Regions from separate parts of the Bicyclus anynana genome. Here region 2 is linked to region 1. The links are chromatin contacts, called in public Hi-C maps. All regions are on one chromosome and are shown on one strand. The core of a region is the stretch at or near the end of the contact, and the rest is flanking DNA. Distances in the headings are between cores, read along the strand shown. Region 1 overlaps LOC112055890 (protein PALS1). Region 2 holds the start of LOC112048392 (mitogen-activated protein kinase kinase kinase 11).

Evidence for each region. Hi-C and Micro-C count contacts between places; a contact is called where the count stands out from the background.
Region 2: a Hi-C map of whole larva shows a contact between it and region 1, with 4 times the contacts expected there. The contact joins the promoter of LOC112048392 here to the enhancer-like site in region 1. A contact is called at or near these places in 2 of 2 Hi-C or Micro-C datasets (whole body and whole larva).

What each region holds. Positions count from the first base shown.
Region 1 is chr16:14,650,058-14,652,757 of ilBicAnyn1.1, reverse strand. LOC112055890 (protein PALS1) reads left to right here. Exons shown (of 20, transcript XM_052886067.1): 19 at 289-470; 20 at 1,087-2,700. The coding sequence ends at 1,269. Among protein-coding and RNA genes, the nearest start is that of LOC112055891, 7.8 kb to the right of the region's middle. Within about 2 kb of position 1,262, at least 3 of the 8 cell types and tissues checked have open chromatin away from gene starts, as enhancers often do.
Region 2 is chr16:14,831,457-14,834,177 of ilBicAnyn1.1, reverse strand. It overlaps LOC112048392 (mitogen-activated protein kinase kinase kinase 11), which reads right to left and starts at 1,363. Exons shown (of 11, transcript XM_052886074.1): 1 at 331-1,363. The coding sequence starts at 1,024. It overlaps LOC112055890 (protein PALS1), which reads left to right and starts at 2,143. Exons shown (of 20, transcript XM_052886067.1): 1 at 2,143-2,721. The coding sequence starts at 2,690. Trnaq-uug (transfer RNA glutamine (anticodon UUG)) reads left to right here and starts at 1,849; the gene lies at 1,849-1,920.

The DNA of each region.
Region 1 (2,700 bases), core at 13-2,512:
CATGGAAACGAATGATGTCACAGCGCTGTATCTTTACGAAATTTACGCAAATACAGGACGTGGATTTTAACAATGCTAAGGTGGATTTTGCTGGATTGATACTTATTCCAAAATTTCTTCTATTTCACGCCCTTAAATATTTTATTCCACCTATCCCATTATCTCGAGCCTAGTCAATCAAGTCCTCTTTTTCCGCTCCCCGATGACGAAGAAATACACAATCAACGAAAAAGCGTGAGTTAATAAATTGTTGATGACATATAAGTAATATGTCACTGGCCATTCCAGGCACTTCCCTGGAGGCGATCCGCGAGGTGGTGAACTCGGGCAAGATCTGCGTGCTGAACCTGCACCCGCAGTCGCTGAAGATCCTGCGCGGCTCCGACCTCAAGCCCTACACCGTGTTCGTGGCGCCGCCCAGCCTCGAGAAGCTGCGCCAGAAGAAGATCAGGAACGGGGAGGCTTTCAAGGTTACTATCTTATATTTATAAAGTAGTTAGTTGATCTCTATAGCTAAGTTTGAGGATCATAAGAAGACTCAGAATGACTTAGCAGGGGATGAACCGAGCTGTTCTCAGAGTATATAAGCTAAATGATCGAACCAAAGTTTAGGAGATCCCTGTTTGAAAAGTTAGGCATATAACTCTCTCAACGACTGTGAAGCTGAAATAACAATGGATGGGGCGAAGGTATGAGTAAAAGTTTTTGTATGACGCTTGAAACAAATGCCGTAGGTTGAAAGGCGGCATGGGACATCACATTGTTATTTGTTTCTAGGGTACCCTACGAGTATTTCTCTGTAATAAATTCACTTAACATTATAGTACGCCTTCCTTACATTAACTACATACATACTATTATCATAAGATGATATACATATTCGTCCAATAGCGGTGAAATTAAACATATCGCTCTTTCTCCTCTAGTTCCCATAGGACAATAGAGATAACGATAATATGTAGGGCAAACTTGGATAATAATGATCTCGTGGTGCACATCCTACACCGACAAGTTAACCATCCGTTTACTGATATGATTGTAAAAGATATTTTAGAGATATATTAATTTTAGATGAACTCCTTACAGGAAGAAGAGCTGAAAGAGATAATAGCGACCGCGAGGGACATGGAGCTGCGATGGGGCCACTTGTTCGACATGATCATCATCAACAACGACACGCAGCGCGCCTACCACCAGCTGCTCAACGAGATCAACAGCCTGGAGCGCGAGCCGCAGTGGGTGCCCGCGCACTGGCTCAAGCAGACCTAGCGGACACTCCCCACGGCTGCATCCATCGCAGCTCAGAGACTGAACCCCCTCCACGCTCGCCAACAATACCTTCCATGTAACGTGACAGATTACATTGAACCTGATGTGATACGTGACGCGAGTTGCTCGGTAACGTTCGCGCGTGTAATGTTGCTATTCGAAATGTTCACGCAAATGGTTTTACATTTGCTGTTATACTTTATTGACGCTTGGAATGTTGAAAGGGACTATGGTTTCGTTGGTTTGATACGGAATTTTAATGGGAGAACTCGTAGAGGCAGTGTTAATGGTCGTCATCGTGGCGCGGTAGAGGAAAATATAGAATTTAGTGATGTGTTCTCAAATTTTAATGGTGATTATCACGAGGCCGGTTGTAGACACACTTCTGTTGCATGATGTTTAGTTTTGTAGTTAGTCAGTGTTTCGATGAGGAAGATTATATGCAAGCTTGTTCACAGGACGCGCTATGTGTTTGTTTCGTGACAAAGAAAAATGATGTTTTATACAAATATATAATAGTACAAACAGATCTTATGATTTATTCTAAAATAAATAAATTAATCTTGGGGTTTTAAACCATGAGCTTATTTGTGTAAACCCAAAGTCAGTTTGGTTTAGTAATTTAGCTATCTTGGAATTTATTTTAAAAAAAAACTCTGTAAACAAATATAATTTATTATAGTATATAAAAAATCAGGCGCAGCAGTAAATCGTGTAAGTAGAGCAGAGGATGTGACGCGCTCCCTTGCACATACATGTCTGTAGTGATGTACAACACTCATTCAACAATGATATCGACAAATAATATTGATAAAAATTCCGTTGAACGTAGTCAAACATTATCTAAAACTGTGTCTTCTGCAAGATTTTGTTCAGAATATAGTAATTAAAACATATAATATAACTAATTTATTACTGTAGGGAAACGAATATATAGTGCCTTTTGGAAACTTCTATCACTGTAATAATCTTCCTCATGGAAATCTTAAATCACTTGAGTATTATTAAACGAACACTCCCATTATGTGGTAATAGATGAATTTTAATAAATTATAAACTACATTTTATTAACTGAATATATTTGTTAATATATAATTTTAACAAATTACCTACTTCAAAAATCAATATATCCATAGATTTTGCTTAATTTTATCAAAAAGTTATATAATTTTTTTTTATCAATTTCGATATGAATCATATAAATAAGCAATTGAAATCTCTTTTTAATTATTTTAATAGTTTCACAATAAATGTAATCACAGTTAAATGAACGAAATATACTCATGTACTTAACTTTTCAAGAATAATAATTATTCTTAAGGAATTTTATCAAAATATTAACTTAAATAATCTTATACAAGTTATTAATTACGACAAAGTTTTATATTACTCATTTCATTATTTTCAATATCGCATTATAAAAATACAATT
Region 2 (2,721 bases), core at 114-2,613, 180 kb before region 1:
AAATGTCATAAGGTCAGTGACATTTGACCAATATCAAAGGGCAAGGAAATTTAGTAATTTACAGCTAATAGTTTCCCTATTTTGATAAAGTTTATCATTTTTTAATACACATAGTAATAGTTGTACTGTTTTAAAAGTAACTTACTGAAGCAACAATTTAATATTTTGATTATGGACTAACTACAAGGATAAAATATTTGTTCAACATAATACATACAACATAACAAAAATGTAGGCATAAGTCTCTTCATATAAAATGCAAGTTTTCAAGTTTATCAAGTGTGTCTTTTAGGCTTATGGTAAAAAATTAAAGTATGTATTATTACTTACCATTAGAGCTCTTAAGGTCTCGATGAATGAGTGATATAGGTGCATCAAAATGGAGATAGGCCATCCCGCGGGCCACCTGTATAGCCCAGTCCACCAGTATCCTGGGCCGTATCTTCCGCCCCGACAGGACCCTGTTCAGAGGCCCACCACGCGCATAGTCCATCACCAAACACAAATCTGGCTTCTCTAAACACACACCTTTCAACGACACTATATTCTCATGTTGCAACATCCAAAATAGTTTAGCCTCCTGCAACACACTCTCCTTTATAACTTCTATGTCTTCGTTGGCTAGTCGTGCAGTCTTCACAGCCACAACTTCGTCGTTCCAGTACCCGCGGTAGACCGTCCCGAAGCCGCCCGAGCCGATCACCTCCTCGAGCTTCAGCTCCGAATACGACACCCGAGGAGGGTCCACGTCCCCTATCACCGAACTGACGGCCAGAGGGTCGTCTTCTGTCACGTACACCGCGGGGAAAATGCCGACGCGATCGCCGATTTTGCCCGTCCACCAGCCCTCGTCCCCGGAGATGTTCGCGTCCTTGGAGAGCACCTCGACGATCTCGCCCCTGCGGAGGGACAGCTCATCTTCCCCCTGCGCTGCATAGTCGTAGACGGCCGTAAACAGAGCGAGCGGCGGACGATCTTCCTCTGCCGCCATAGCCGAGCGGCCGGCCGCAGGCCGCGGCGGCATCACCCCGGCCGCGCCATCTCCCTCCTCCACGCTCAGGCGCCGCGACAACGCTGCGTTATCCACCCACCACCGCACATAACTACACTGCACGACACTTGTCTTGCTTACGATCACCGTATTATTCCGCCATCTTTGTTTCCCACATCGATCATGGCGGTATGTCCCAGCGATAAACCAAGCCACCCGTTCGTTGGCGCGATCGCGGCGATCGTTTTCGTAATTATTAAATTATTGTGTGACCCGCTGTGATGATGTTAATTAATCTCCTCTCACCTATCAAATTATTCGATAGATGGACGAAATGACAACCTCACCAAAGCGAAGTCAGTGACAAACTGTCATTTGATGTTGCCACATTTTATTTCTTATCACTTGACATATCACAGACAAATAATTAGTAGTATTACCATATTTATATTATACAGTTATAAAATAAAATAATTAATTTATTTAAAATTATACAATAATTTTGTAATGTTTTCATTATTACTAAAATACAAAAAAGATTGATGTTAAATTCAATTGTATTTTTATACGTCTGGTAACACAAATTTACGCGAAATACATCTAAATGAGTATAGATGGCGATAGCATCACAAAAAGACATTTAGGTGCCTATTGTCTTTGAAGAAAGGTCTATTTAGGTGTGCCATCTAGAGTAAAAAAATAAAAATGTTGGAAATTTTAATTCTGATATAAAATAAATTATTATTTACCATAGAAAACTCATTAGTTGAAATCGATATTGTTGCTATTTATTTGTAAATAATTATATTAAACAACCATTCCGTTTATATACGTTTATTTCACCCTAGCAAATGAGTGGTCCCATGGTGTAATGGTTAGCACTCTGGACTTTGAATCCAGCGATCCGAGTTCAAATCTCGGTGGGACCTTGAATTTACTTTTTGCCTTTTTATTTTTTTATACGTAGATACGCGATATTTTCCTTTAATTAAAAAAGACTAATGGTATTAATTCATAAGAAATCTGTAAAGAGTTTTGACAACTTGCGCGTTAGTTCTCTGTAGGTGTTATAGGGATGCTGGGAAGGGAGCTTTATTGATCGCGCGAAAGTGGGATGGCTGTATCCATTCGCGGCGACCACCCAGCCCGCGGGACGTGGGACCGATTTTCAAGCTCAAACCACGCCAAAACGCCTTAAAATCTTAGTTTAATAAACCAAAATATCCCCTGAACAACACGCACGGAAAACTAGCGACCGAAATAATGGTGGAAAACGTAATAAACGACTGAAAAACAATTAATAACAACCTCACAAACTGTAAAACGTGACATAAAACCTATAAAAGATCCGTCAAGTCATCTACAAAACGTTCGCGAAAATGGAAAATTAGTAAAAATCGAAGCATTTATCGTGAAAATGTTCGCTAATCTTGTGTTAAATCGACGTGTGTAACAATTTAGTGCAAGTGACAACAGAATGACTGATTTTCTACCACCCGGCTGATGTTTAGATTATGTTATTAATTGTCGACAAAATGTTTATTTCAAATAGTTTTATTTTGAAAAGAAATTGGCTGAAGTGGTGTTGGCGGAAGCGTTGGTACGATTCGTAAAAATAACAAAATAAATTGATTAACAAATAGAATTTAGCATATTAGAAGGTTATTCGTGTCAGGTTTATTTTTGTAACCGTACAAAATGAATTCATTCAACGCACCCACCACCCAAAT